2 separate regions of the Zea mays genome follow, and region 2 is linked to region 1. A link is a contact called in public Hi-C data. All regions are on one chromosome and are shown on one strand. Each heading gives the region's core, a stretch centred on a gene start, on an enhancer-like site or on the middle of the called end of the contact. The rest is flanking DNA. Distances are from core to core; before and after follow the strand shown. Region 1 holds the start of LOC100382481 (putative regulator of chromosome condensation (RCC1) family protein). Region 2 holds the start of LOC100286200.

Region 1 (7,128 bases), core at 2,558-5,057:
AGGCGGGTTGAGGCTGAATCCAAATGACGTGGGATGGGAATCGGTCGGTACCTCTTGGTCGATGAGCGGCGATAAAGTCACGTCGGGGACTGACTGCACCGTCGTCTCAGGTACGAGGGTGACGTCCAGCAAGCTTTTCGCGAGCGCGCTGGCGTCGTCCGCTTGCTCGGGATTGGTATGTCGCGGGGAGACGACGCTCGTCTTCGTCTCAAGCGCGAAGTCGATACCCGGTGCGCCCCCCGTTGGGGTGCCGACGCTGTCGACTCGCTCGACAGCCGACGAGGTGCTGCCTCCTGCTTGGCCTTGGTCGCCCTGCCTTCCCCTCCGTCGGCGGGGGAAAGGGCAGGATGAGCTCGAAGGTTGTTCTTCCACCACGCGGGGAAGACGTCGTCGATTCCGCCGCCGGCGGGTGGGCTGTCGTCCGCCATTGTCGTTGTCGCGCGACGGTGGAAGGAGTATCATGTCGTAGCTGCCGTCGAGGGACATGAACTCAAGACTCCCGAAACGGAGCACCGTCCCGGGTTGGAGAGGTTGCTGGAGACTGCCCATCTGGAGCTTGACGGGAAGCTGTTCATCAACACGCAGTAGGCCCCTACCTGGCGCGCCAACTGTCGGCGTTTCGAGACCACGGGGTCCCTGGGCCGACGAGTGAATGTCGCCGCGTGCCCCAGCCCAGATGGGTCGAGCGCGAGGGCGAGCGCGAAGGGGGGAGAGCGAGGCGGCCGGAGACCGACGTGAGAGAGGTGGGAATCCCGCGGCCTTCGTGTTCGTCCCGCGCCCAGGTCGGGTGCGCTTGCAGTAGGGGGTTACAAGCGTCCACTCGGGAGAGGGAGCGAGCGGCTTCAAGCGAGCGCCTGTCTCGTCCTCGTCCCCGCGCGGCCAACCCTCCCTAAGAGGGCCCTGGTCCTTCCTTTTATAGGCGTAAGGAGAGGATCCAGGTGTACAATGGGGGTGTAGCAGAGTGCTACGTGTCTAGCGGAGGAGAGCTAGCGCCCTAAGTACATGCCGTTGTGGCAGCTGGAGAGATTTTGGCACCCAGCTGGTGTGATGTCGTGGCCGTCGGAGGAGCGATGGAGCCTAGCGGAGGGACAGCTGTCGGAGCGGTTGAGTCCTTGCTGACGTCCTCTTGCTTCCGTAAGGGGGCTGAGAGCCATCGTCGTCACAGAGTATGCGGGGCGCCATCATTGCCTATCTGGCGGAGCGAGCCAGATGGGACGCCGGTCTTGTTCCCTGCGGCCCGAGTCAGCTCGGGGTAGGGTGATGATGGCGCCTCCTGTTGACGTGGCTGGTCTGTGCCCTAGTTTGGGCGATGTGGAAGCTCCTCCGAAGCCGAGGTCGAGTCTGTCTTCCGTGGTCGAGGTCGAGTCCGAGCCCCTGGGTCGGGCGAGGCGGAGTTCGTCGTCTTCTAGGGCTGAGCCCAAGTCCGAGCCCTGGGTCGGGCGGAGCGGAGTTCGTCGTCTTCTAGGGCTGAGCCCAAGTCCGAGCCCTGGGTCGGGCGGAGCGGAGTTCGTCGTCTTCTAGGGCTGAGCCCAAGTCCGAGCCCTGGGTCGGGCGGAGCGGAGTTCGCCGTCTTCCGGGACTTAGCCCGAGTCCGAGCCCTGGGTCGGGCGGAGCGGAGTTCACCGTCTTCCGGGACTCAGCCCGAGTCCGAGCCCTGGGTCGGGTGAAGCGGAGCTTCCTATGGTGCCTTCGGCAGGGCCTGACTGCCTGTCAGTCTCGCTCTGTCAAGTGGCACCGCAGTCGGAGTGGCGCAGGCGGCGCTGTCCTTCTGTCAGGCCGGTCAGTGGAGCGGCGAAGTGACGGCGGTCACTTCGGCTCTGCCGGCTGGGGGGGCGCGCGTCAGGATAAAGGTGTCAGGCCACCTTTGCATTAAATGCTCCTGTGATTTGGTCGGTCGGTGCGGCGATTTAGTCAGGGTTGCTTCTCGGCGAAGGCAGGGCCTCGGGCGAGCCGGAAATATGTTCGCCGCTGGAGGGGGCCTCGGGCGAGACGGAAATCCTCCGGGGTCGGCTGCCTTTGTCCGAGGCTAGGCTCGGGCGAGGCGTGATCGAGTCCCTCGAATGGACTGATCCCTGACTTAATCGCGCCCATCAGGCTTTTGCAGCTTTATGCTGATGGGGGTTACCAGCTGAGAATTTGGAACCTTGAGGGTACCCCTAATTATGGTTCCTGACAGGTATATACGTTTTTTGTAAGATAAAAAAATAATTGTGTCGGGTCAGGCCAGCACTATGGGCCGAGGCTACAGCCCAAGCACGGCACGATGTTCTTGGCTCTTGCAAGCATTAGGTCGTTTCTGAGAACACATTGGCGCAATGGACTACATGATGTTTGAGGTTGCTGAATTGGATGGAGCAGCAATGATTTGTCACACTAACAACAAAATGAAAGGTTATTTGTTTGTTTTAAACGTTAGTAATTGCTATGAAGTAGCATAATTTATATGGAGCACATCCAGTTTTTATTGATGCCTGACTTTAGCAATCACTCTATATTTTAATATATTTTTTATAAGTTTGACTTCATGGGACTTATTTTATAAACTTGATCTCACAAACTTTCTCTTATTTGGTCTCTGTATGATGAAATTATGTTATTTTATAATCTCTGTTCATTCAGTCAATCGTTGTGAACTCTTTTCTAATCGCTCACTTCATTGGTCATGTTGTACCAAGATATATTTGTATGGAGTAAACAATAACATCAGTTAGCCAAAAAAATATATATTATATAGAGAGCGGAGACAATCAATAAAATATCTTGAATTTTTTTTGATGGATAGTTTACGTGAGTATTGTTGTAAGCCGTCGCAACGCACGAGCAACCGACTAGTTTATCTCTAAAGACCACTCAAAAGGTCCCAGGATAAATAGAGTTGTATATGCTCTAATTTATACTATTAACTTGTCCCGATGCTGTCAGCGCAGCCAAGCCACCACACCGCCGTGTTCGCTTCTTCCAGCCACGGCCAGCCCAGTGCCCAGCTCGTGGTCCTCGGCTCCTCCTGCAAAGCCGAAGCGATTCGACGGCGGCCGGCCAGCCTCCCAGGACCGGAAAAACCTTCCATCCCGTTCTTGTGCCGCTGGTGGCCACTCACGCCGCGACAGGCGACACAACCATGGCTTGAGGCAACAGCGGCCGCCACGTCCGAGGCGTCACTCTCACTCCCGCCCCGCCACGTCCTTCTCCGTCTCAAAAGCCTGACGGCTCCGGGCACTGCCACCCATCTCCACAGAAACAGGGATAGCTTCACCGACATCCGGGCCAGCCGCTTCCCCGATCCGCCATGTCAGTCTCTGCTGCGACCTAGCCCTCCGCTCCGTTGCGTCCTGATTCCTGAACCCTACCACTCCACGATCCCTCGCCGACAGATGGGCCCACGTCGCCTGGGGCCAAGCAGGAGACGCCCGCTCCCCACGCGCCGGCCTAGTGGGTGGGTGGGTGGAGATGGAGAAGGCGTTGGTGGATCGACGCACGGGACACCCTTGCAGCAGCAGCAGCAGCAGCGCCCATCACTCGCGTCCCTCTCTTTTCCTCTTCTCCATTCCGTCGCGTACTCGCGTGCACAGAAATTCCTTCCTCTGCCTCCCTGTTCAGCTCTCCTTTTCCCTTCCTCCTCCTGTAATTCTGTTCGTGTGCGTGTAATTTCCGTGCAAATACACGCACGCCGATTTTCGAAAGCAAAAAAAAAAAAAGGCGACGGCAAGGAATCCCCCGATTAGGAAAGATTCTCCGCTCCCCGCCTTCAAATCCCCCACCGGCCACCACGACCCGCCTGGATTCGCCTACGCTCTGTGCTGCCGAGGTCGGGATTGGTGCTGGAATTCGGTGCGCCGAGTTGTTCCTTGCTCGATTAGACTTCCGGTTCGGTTCGCTTCGTTCCAATCGGGGTTTGCTGCTTCCGCCGCCACCGGTGCGCTCCGAGCTGCTCAAGCTGGGCGCCGGATACCCTCTCGGGCTGCCCGATCTGATTCAGTCCCCAACACCACCCCCGCTCCGCCGCTGTGGCTGCCGCTCCCCTCCCCGCTGACTCCGGCGCCATTTCGACCCGCGCGGCCGGATCCTTGGATGGTTCCGATCGATCCGGGACCAAGAGACCCAAGGCTTCGTCACCTCACCCGGGCCCCGGCGCCGGTGGATCCATGGCCGGGGAGAAGGCGCCGCGCGCGTTCTCCATCGAGGAGCTCCCGGGCCACCTCATCGGGGAGGTCCTGACCTCGGGTGGGCTCGCTGCCGCCGACCTCGCGAGGCTCGAGGCCACCTGCCGCGCGCTCAGGCCGCTCGCCGAGTACGCCGCGTCCAAGCTCTGCGCCGCGCGGGCGGCGTTCGCTGCCATGGGGCCAGCCGCCCGGGGTGAGCTGCTGGAGAGGTGCGGGGGAAGCTGGAAGAGGGTGCTCAGGTTCCTGCAGTCCGTAGAGCAGTCGTCAGGCACCGTCGAGACCTCATCGGGCAGCGTGAGCACTTTTTTCCCCTTTCACTTCACTCTACGAGGTCTAATGAAAATTCAATCTCCATAGTATGTACGGACATGAGATTATCTTGTGTTTTAGAAGGGACTTGCTAAAATTCAGGTGCTTGAATTTTAGTTTTCATTCAGGCGATGGTTATTGCACATATTTTATATTAAAATTGCAGGCAACTTTGGTAGACACAATCTATATTTTTTTTGCTTCCGTGAATAAGAAACCCATTAGACAAAATCATAAACCCGACGATATCTTATTTGTATTGGAACAAAGACAATTAATAATGCACAATTATTTCTATATTCAGACAAGGACAAAAATTGATATGTTGGGACATAAAGACATCACAAAAGTAACAATTTACTTATACTAGTTGGTGATGCATGAGTATTACCTGAGATCATCTTAAAATTCAGGCACCTGAAAGATAGGATAGGTGGTCTTAGAAATTTTCGCCTCACACTCTGAACCCTGCCCACTTTGGAATATTGTAATTACCAAGACTTGTTTAATAATGCTGGCTTATGTGCTAAAGCTTTAAAAGAAGCTAATGATTTGAAGCTGATAAGCACACCCATGTCTGGCTTAAATGGGATAACTAGCACATGTTAGTCATTATAAACAGATTTAAGACATTCTTTGCTAGGCAAATATGGATCAAGTTTTTAACAACTTATCTCAGATTGATTAACATGTTAATGCTGCCGTGCATCGACATGCTGTTATGCATTTTCCTGTGTCAAACAATGGTAACTTCGTAATATACTGCACAATTACACTCTAAAACTGTTTGAAAGTGATTATTTGTGATGGTGAAATCCTGGTAAATTTAGTTGCTATTGTGCAACAAATGTTCTAATTACTTTAAATATAAATTATGTCTTAATTTCTTACATATTGATGCGGTTGTATATTCTCATAGTAATGATAGTTGCCTTTTGATTCCTGCTAGAGTGCATTTTTATTCTGGATATTGCATGGTGGCGTTTTGGACGACCTATCTTAATTATATTTAGTCTTGCAGCTTATTCAATATCGTTTCAAGACTACAAGTTTACTAGTATTCGAGCTCACTTCTAGTTGTCACGTTATATATATCAATTCAGAAAAAAATGTAATTCTCTTGTATTTGGAGACAGGTTTCCCTGATGGTGGATGGCATTGAAACCGCTATTTTTTAAGTTTCCAAATTGTTTTCTTATACGTGTGAACCTCCTGTATGTTTCCAGATGCAAGTAGCCACAGGAAGATATCACACACTTTTGGTCCATGACTCTTCTGTCTATTCTTGTGGATCCAGCTTGTGTGGTGTGTTAGGTCATGGCCCAGATACTACACAATGTGCAGCATTCAGTCGGGTTTCCTTCCCATCACTTTCCCGTGTTATAAACATCTCTGCTTCACACAACCATGCTGCTTTTGTTACGGAGTCTGGGGAGGTAATTGATGATCTCCTTAATTGAAGCCAGTTATGCCTATTACTGTATTACTACATTTCCTTGCCTTGGTGTTCTGAAGGATTTTGTCTAAATAGGTTTTCACCTGTGGTGATAATTCATCATTATGCTGTGGTCATGGCGAAGTGGGGAGAACTATATTTCGACCAATGCAAGTAGAAGCGCTTAAAGGGATTCCCTGCAAGCAGGTGGGATCAAAGATCTTTCTCATCCTTTTATGTTTTGTGTCTCTAATGATACTCCTGTACTTATTCATAAGTCTGATCTACTTAAAATTTTCTAAATTGAATAAGTCCCACCATTCTCTTATATTTTTTTCCTGTGAAATTGTAATTTAGTTCTGAAGATTTCTATTGATTTCTAGAATATTGCATTTGCACATGAGTATTTCATCTCCATTTCACTATTTCTTGTTGAAATCATGTTCTGTAGTCAATCAGTATGATTTGCATGTTGAAGATTTTATCAATAAATGCCTCACATTGTGATGATTTCTTTATATATGTCAGTACTAAATTTTTTGACTTGATCCATGTTAATGATCCCTTCCCTGCTTAACCGTGTGCATATGCACATATCTTTTGGAACTATCTTACATCTCAGGTCCTGAGGGCAAACCACCTAATTCTCTTTTGTTTTTCTTTTTGGGGCAAGTGATTCTTATCTTTTGATCGTTGCTGGTACTTCAGTTTCATACTTTCTATTACATATTAAATCAGCTTTCTATTGAACAATAAACACACTCATTCACCATTTTATATGTATCTATATGTTATTGGGATAAGCTTTTTGAGGCTTAATTGTTTTCTACACTTATCTATATTCCATTTTCTATACTGTTTATTCACTAGGCTGCCTAGATTTTGTTCTGAGCCATTAAGATCTTTCATCTTTCCTCTGTAATTAAGTATTCGTGATCTGATGCTATCTTATTAACTTTTCACAGGTTGCTACTGGTCTAAGTTTTACTGTGATTCTTACAAGGGATGGACAAGTATATACTTGTGGAAGCAATACACATGGCCAACTTGGTCACGGTGACACCATAGACAGGGCCACTCCAAAGCTTATAGAATTGTTTGAAGGCCCCACTCAGGTGGTGCAGATTGCAGCCGGCGCAAGCTACACTTTTGCTGTAACAGATGATGGGACTGTTCATTCGTTTGGGTCTTGCACTAATTTCTGCCTTGGACATGGGGATCAGC
Region 2 (7,128 bases), core at 2,410-4,909, 150 kb after region 1:
GGCTACTGAGCACTGAATTAATTAATGTCAACTACCTCTAATTGAGATGAGTTTTCCTTTCCAACTAGCAAGCCTCTTCTCCACTCGTTCTTCAATCTTCCTCCCATCAGAGTTTTGAAATCTCTTGTAGTGGATAGGTATGCCTAAATAATTTGAAGGTAGGTCTCCGATTTTGCAACCAAACAATTCCAAAGAAGTGTCTAAGGAATCTTGAGCATCCCGGTAGCAGAGCAACTCACTTTTGTGTAAATTTATTTTTAGCGCTGAAATCTGTTCGAAAGCACAAAGCAATAGCTACATGTTACGAGCTTTTTGTACATCATTATCTAAAAATAGGATTGTGTCCTCTGCATATCGTAAAAATAGCTTCGTGTTAGGAGTAACCTAGCTGGTTACTATAGTCTATCTCTAACAAAGATGTAAATAACCAAGGAATGTCTTTGTACTATACCTTAACTCCAAGTCCTGTTTGGATAGACGATGCAACGCTTCTATTATTTCTTTCACATACATATAAACAGCATAGCATACTACGAATACGTGTATACCATGTCCAGAATCCAGCCCAATAATCCAAACAGTATACGGCCCAACCGAGTAACCTCATACAAGAACCTAAAGAGAGAGGAAAAAACCGCGGATCCAACAACCAATTACACCGTCCCTACTAAGGTAATGTTAAAAAGAACACTGCATTCATCCACCACGAAGCAGAGTTGAAAACACGGGGGCTGCCTGCCTGCCTCGATCAAGCTCCTTTAGTTGTAAGGGCCCATGCCAATGCTGGAGCCAGCACCACCAGCGGCATCTCGGGATTTGGAGTAGCTGAGGTAGTATACCTCGCCCAGGATGGCCGTGAAGAAGGTAAATGCCGCGCCAGCAGCGAAGACGCCCTTCCGCACCGTCTCGCATGAGAGGGACTCGCCGTAGAATACGCCCCTGTACCGGGTGTGGTACGCGTTGCGTACTGATCCCGCCAGCAGGCACGCCTCCGCGATGAGGAAGGTCACCCTGTCAATGGGAATGAGACATGTTGTTGGTAAGCATTTGGATGGGAAGTGCAGTTGAGATTAGTTGAACAATAAGATTTTGTTTTATTAGATACGCTGGCTTGATGTTTTAGGTATCCAAATCAGTTGGACATATTCAAAATATGCCAGAAAATATATCACGTGTTTGGTTGTAGTCCATCATCTTCTCGCTCCTCACTTTTTTTATTTGGTTTGTGAAATAAAAATGAGTTAATCTATCACCATTTCATTCCTCATAAGCTAATAAATAGTAATAATATAAGGAATAAGTTCATTCTACCAAATTTATGGAATGGACTAATAATACACCACCTCATCTAGAATACATTGACTCCTCAAACCAAACACACCATAGTATATCTCGAATCTTTAGGTAATGAAATACGAAAATATATGCTCATGTCATAACGGCTTGAAGATGACTTCAGACAGCCGACAATTCCTAGTTCAGGCTTTATTGAATTCAATTTCAGGAAGGAAAGCAAGCAAGCAGCATCCAGAGACACACAGACACACAACTCATGTGATTCCGAATACAATCTGTGGCTTTTGCGAATAGATTATGGCAGATGCTTCCTCCAGATTCCAGAACGCTGGCTAGGCAAGGACACCCAGAAAGCAAGGCTATTAATTGATGTTGACTTGGGAATTGATTAGGAGATGTCAGTCACATGGTGACCTCAAGAGAAACAAATCAATGACAGACTATTGAAAAAACTAATGTGGTTTAGCAGTTCATCACAAAATCTTAACATAAGTCAAGTCGTGTGTGAACAAATATCAATGCATAGATATGGATGTATCGAGGTATCAAACATGGTTTCATTACTTTACTGCAAGCCCTTGACCAACCGCTTAGCTAAGCTACCCCGAACAAATAAAGATGTAGTTTTTACTAGTCCCTCAAGTGAAATATAACCAAAATTTCAATGGTGTGCATTCAAGTTTTGAAGGAATCTGGCTATGTGTATAATTGTGGATATTTAGAGTTTATATATGGATAGATTTATCTCGAACTATTGCGCAATGTTAATCTTGCTGACTGTATTAGTGTGAAAGTTGTATTCTGAGTATTACTGATCATCAAAAACGATACTTTGATGGAAGGGGCTTTCAACATCTCCATCCTATCACAGGAGTACGAAGTCTACCAAACACTAAGCCCCATAAAAGGACCAGTACCAAGCAATTTGTGGCACAAGGACAGTGGGAGTAGCTGGACATCTACAATAAACAATGTAGAGATCTAGCAGATCTATGACAGGTGCTGAAGATAAATATCTAAAACAGCTTCAGAGATCTAAGACAGACATGTGCCACTACTAACAGCCTCCTACCAATAATTAGTTAAATTATTATAGAGGGGTTGTAGCCTGAAATCCTTGAAACATGGCAGTAAACTGTATGTAAAGAGCAGATGTTAGCTTGCATGAGGTTACAGAGCTTAAATACTGAGCATTGCCACGCTAGTGCAGCTTCAGTAATGAAAGCAAAAGCCCCACCCAGCAAGGGGCTAACTGGAGAAGGTGGGAGAAATGATTTGCATCTGGCCACTAGAAAAGTACTAGTATTATATTATTACTAATTGATGAATGGATCTCACAACTCGTTCGCCAAAAGCAATAGAGCAAAGCGCTGGGTGAGACGCTTGAAGTTTAAGACAAGAAAGTGACGGTCGGCCACTAAAACAAGCGACACTTCACCTAATAAGACTCAAAAGGAAAAGAAAAAAAAACTAACATGCGCATCTTCCTGCAGAGGCAACAGCGGCGAACCAGTAGTCAGTTCACCACCACATGGACAGATGGTGCATAGCATTCTATCATCCTTTTCTGTCTACGCCTAGAAACTAAGCTGCAGAGCTTGGCAATCACAGGATTTCAGTTGAAAAGCACAAGATCCAGACCAAGAACAGGCGGCGGAAAACGGATCTTAGATAGCTCCGTGCACCCGCAGCTGAGAACGACGCGAAACCACGATGCAGATCCTATTTTTCAATCTGCTCGTAGAACTAGACCAGCGATGGGACGGATATAGCAGAATCCTACCCACCCGAGTTTGGATCTCGGAGAGAGGAGCAAGGGATCACCCAACCAACCAAATCTTAGCTCTGCTGGCTATTTCCATGTATGTGAAGAGGGAGTACCGGAGCAGTAGCAGGCAACCGTGGGAGGGGAGGAGATTTGGTTGTTTACCATGTGAAGAGGAAGAGGATGAGGGCGCAGGCGCGGGAGCCTCCCGGCTTGAGCCCGCGGCCGCAGCAGAAGCAGCGGCTGGCGAGCATGAGCACGACCTGCGCGGCGGCGAGGAGGAGCAGCGCGCCGACGCCGTAGCCCGTGGCGATGTCGGAGTCGTAGACGCAGTAGTCGTACTCCTTGGCGGCGTCCGGGGTGACGGTGGCCCGGCTGCGGCGCTGCTCGGCGGCGACGCCCAGGCCGAAGGCGATGACGTCCAGGAGGATGACCACCGCCTGCACGATGATGGAAGCCATTGCGAGCGAGCGAGCGAGCTAGCCCGGCTTGCTGCTCCTGTTGGTCGGTCCGGTCGATGTCTACTAGCTCGCAGCTGATCTGCCGGTGTGGGCTGGGTACCGCTGGTGTGAGCTAGTAGTCCGGGGAGGTACTTGAGTGAGTAGTTTAAAGGCAGTGCGGTCGCGTGTCGCGGTGTCGGTGTGGAGTGCTGCAAAGCTTCGCTTTTTTGGCATTTCGGGGTGGGTACGCGCCTACTGGACGGATGCGGGAAAACCTAACGAATGCGGCAGACGGGTGGGGTGCACCTGGCAGCCGCTACTGGACGGGCGTTGGCTCGTTGCGCTTCTCTGCCGTGGTTGGTGCATCTGGCCTGTCCAGCGCTGCCACCCGCGCTCGATTTCTATTTTACATTTCATAACTTTTCTAAACACGCACCACGTCGACAGCGCGTTAGTTCTAAATCCATACTTTCTTCTGTGGAGACGCCGTCTGTTCTCACTTGGGGTTCGGTCGTTAAACACAGTGTTTTTTCTTCCCCCCCCCCCCTTTTGGCTGCACAAACACTGTTCGTCAGTTATCATGATGAATTCTACCTACAATGGGCTTCTAGACCATGTCCCAAATTGTATAGATTTAGTCACGGTTGGATACCGAAACTGGCATGCGGACAGTTAGGGTTCCGAATTTCTTTTAGGATTTGTTAGCTAAATCTGCAGGATTAACTCGATAACCGACTTATAACGGGTCCAGACCTCCTCCCTTTATATAGATGAAAGGTTACGGTCGATTGAACCTCCATAATCGATCCAATCAAATTTACTTATCAATTTTACCTTATTTACATCGTTCTTCCAATTCCTGTGAGTAGGAGTAATCTAGCCTTAAGTTTAGATCTAGTTTAGTCTTCCACAACAATCTCTCTTCGACTCTACGCCGATTAGAGGCGCACCGGACGGTCTGTCGACCCGTAGCAACACCTTGTAACTTCCCCCTCGATGGGATCTCTCCCGGGGACGAGTTCTAGGGTTCTTCGCGGAGAAGAAGACCCTCTGCGCCACCGCGGGCCATCCAGCCCCAGATGTGGACTGTCCGGAAGCGTGCAGAGAGGATCCACTCCTGCGCCCAGGTCGCGGACCGTCTGGCCCTGTGCCACGGACCGTCCGCGCCTCCATAGAGAGCACCATCAGGTGGTTCGTTCCAGTGTTTGGCGTCCAAAAACACTTTTTGGTGACTGTGCTCGGGACGAGGGTGTTTAGACCTAACAAAAATCAGCCCCCTAGATGGCCGGTTCCAAAGATCACACCGACGTCTCCACCACCAACATCATCAAGCGGACCATGGAGGCACTCCCGGCTAATGACCAGCATCCCTTCAATGACATCATAAGGCGCGAGGAGGAGGAGGTGCTGCGACAACTCGTCGAACGGCGCGACAAAGAGGAGGAGGAGGTGCGGCGACAACTCAAGGAACGACGAGAAAAGACAACAGAAAAGTACTTATCATACTTCACGGTGGATCGCCACCAGAAAATCATCCATTAAGGGGAGATCGATATGACATCTCTCCTACCTCCGCCTTCGGCTCCCATTGTAAGTACCTAGATCCATATTTTGAGGCTTTCATGGAACAACGAGGGAAACTATTATAAGAATACGTAGATGAATCTATTAAAAAATGGGCGCTTTCATATGAGAAACCTACTACCCCTAGTTTTCCCTCGCATGAATCTAATACGGAACCACCCGCGCCAAACACATCGGCTACAAATGGGTCTCTGAAAGGGAAATGGATTTTACCATTTTCTCTAAATTGACTTTGATGATTGATGACCATCACAACCTAATGGACTAACTAGTTTGCTTAGTTGATTAATTCTCAGGTGCATAAGTCAAACCATCTCAACTCTAAGCCGACTGTCCGGAATACCGTAGATTATTCCGGACAGGAACAGCTCTTTAGAAAATTCACCTGTGCGCGGACCGTCTGGGTCCTTCCGGCAGGCCGTCCGCGACACCTCGGTGAGCCTCGAACAGAAACTATATATGCAAAACTCACATTTCTACTACGGATTGTCTGAAGGAGAGAAGAACACCGTTGGAGACCAAGCTCAGACTGTCCAGCCTCAGGCGCAGACCGTCCGCCCGTTGGAAATAAGAGAAACCCGAAGGTGCCAAGTTCGGTAAAAAAATGAATTATAGTGTCCTTGCGGACTCTCCGGTGTGCACGGCCAGACAGTACACGACTGCTTTATCTGACATCTGACGACGTATTTAATGCACTTATAGCCATTGATATAGTCGTTACTGTTGTTTGTTGCGATTTCAGCCGTTGATGTGCATGGGCGGGGCCAGAAGCGCGGACCGTCCGTGATTGGCAGAAAGTGGGCAACATGTAGGAAGTGATTGGTGGCTATAAATACAACCCAACCACCTCCATTCACTTTATCCAAGCATTTCATTCATCCTCATTCAATACAAGAGCAAGCATTTCATCCCAAGACACATTCAAAGCTCCCAAGCTCTTCCAAGTGCCATAATTGTGACTAGTGATCATTAGTGATTAGTGCCCTAGAAAGTCTAGAGAGATTTTGATCTTGTGTTTTTATTGTTACTCTTGTTGCTTGGCTTTCTTGATCGTGCTTTCTTCATCTCCTTCTAAACTCTCAAGTGACTTATAAAACTAGCAAGAAACACCTATTTGTGTGGTGATCCTTGCACGGTCTAAGTGACCCTTGAGATTAAGAAGAAGCACTCAACCGGTCTATGTGACCGTTTGAGAGAGGGAAAGGGTTGAAAGAGACCCGTCCTACATAGCCTCCTAAACGTGGAGTAGGTTCTTTGGAACCGAAGCTCGGGAAACAAATCATCTGTGTTTTTGTGCTAATCTTGTATTGTGATTTGATTCCTCCTCTCCTCTCTAAGTTATCTTGCTTGCAATCTCTTTGAGTTAGCTCCCAAAGTTATCTGCATTGATTGAGCAACTAATAGCAAGGAGAACTCTTTTCCACACACTTATTTAATTATTACTCATTCTAACTCTAACCCCAGGCAAAGTTTGTGTTCAAAGTTTATAATTTTCAAGTTTTGTATATCCACCCCCCTCTAGGTGGCTTTCAATTGCTATCGGAGCTCGACACTGTGGCAGAACCACCCAGATTATTCCAGCTTAAGTGCCCAAGTCACGCCTTGAAGGCAGCAACACACTTAAATCAGAATAACCCATCAGTCCTTCGGATCTCGTCCGATAGAGCCACTTACCAAGGATCGAGTATGAAAGGGAAATAGTCTTAATATTTCCTATAATCGATTTTGTTGTTTGACGACCATCACAAACCTTGTGGACTAACCAATTTGTTTAGTTGATCATTCCACAGGTGCATAAGTTCATCTACAACTATTCTAAAGTCGAGTGTCCGGAATACCGTAGATTATTCCGGACAGGAGAAGCTTTTTGGAAAATCACCTAAGTGCGGACCGTCTGGGCCCTTGCAGCGGACCGTCCGCGACACTAGGGTGAGCCTCGGACAGAACCAATGCAAAAACACAAGTCTACACTACAGACCGTCCGATGGAAAAGCAAGCACCGTCCGAGACCAAGCGCGGACCGTCCGGCCTCAGGCGCAGACC

The links. A called contact is a pair of places that touch in the nucleus more often than the background predicts.
Region 2: a Hi-C map of tassel shows a contact between it and region 1, with 2.6 times the contacts expected there. The contact joins the promoter of LOC100286200 here to the promoter of LOC100382481 in region 1. A contact is called at or near these places in 4 of 25 Hi-C or Micro-C datasets (ear, endosperm, leaf and 1 more).

The regions. Positions count from the first base shown.
Region 1 is chr7:45,166,388-45,173,515 of Zm-B73-REFERENCE-NAM-5.0, forward strand. LOC100382481 (putative regulator of chromosome condensation (RCC1) family protein) reads left to right here and starts at 3,808. Exons shown (of 6, transcript NM_001175220.1): 1 at 3,808-4,454; 2 at 5,696-5,905; 3 at 6,001-6,111; 4 at 6,870-7,128. The coding sequence starts at 4,143.
Region 2 is chr7:45,316,703-45,323,830 of Zm-B73-REFERENCE-NAM-5.0, forward strand. It overlaps LOC100286200, which reads right to left and starts at 3,660. Exons shown (of 2, transcript NM_001159088.2): 1 at 3,227-3,660; 2 at 469-1,011. The coding sequence starts at 3,522. The coding sequence ends at 759.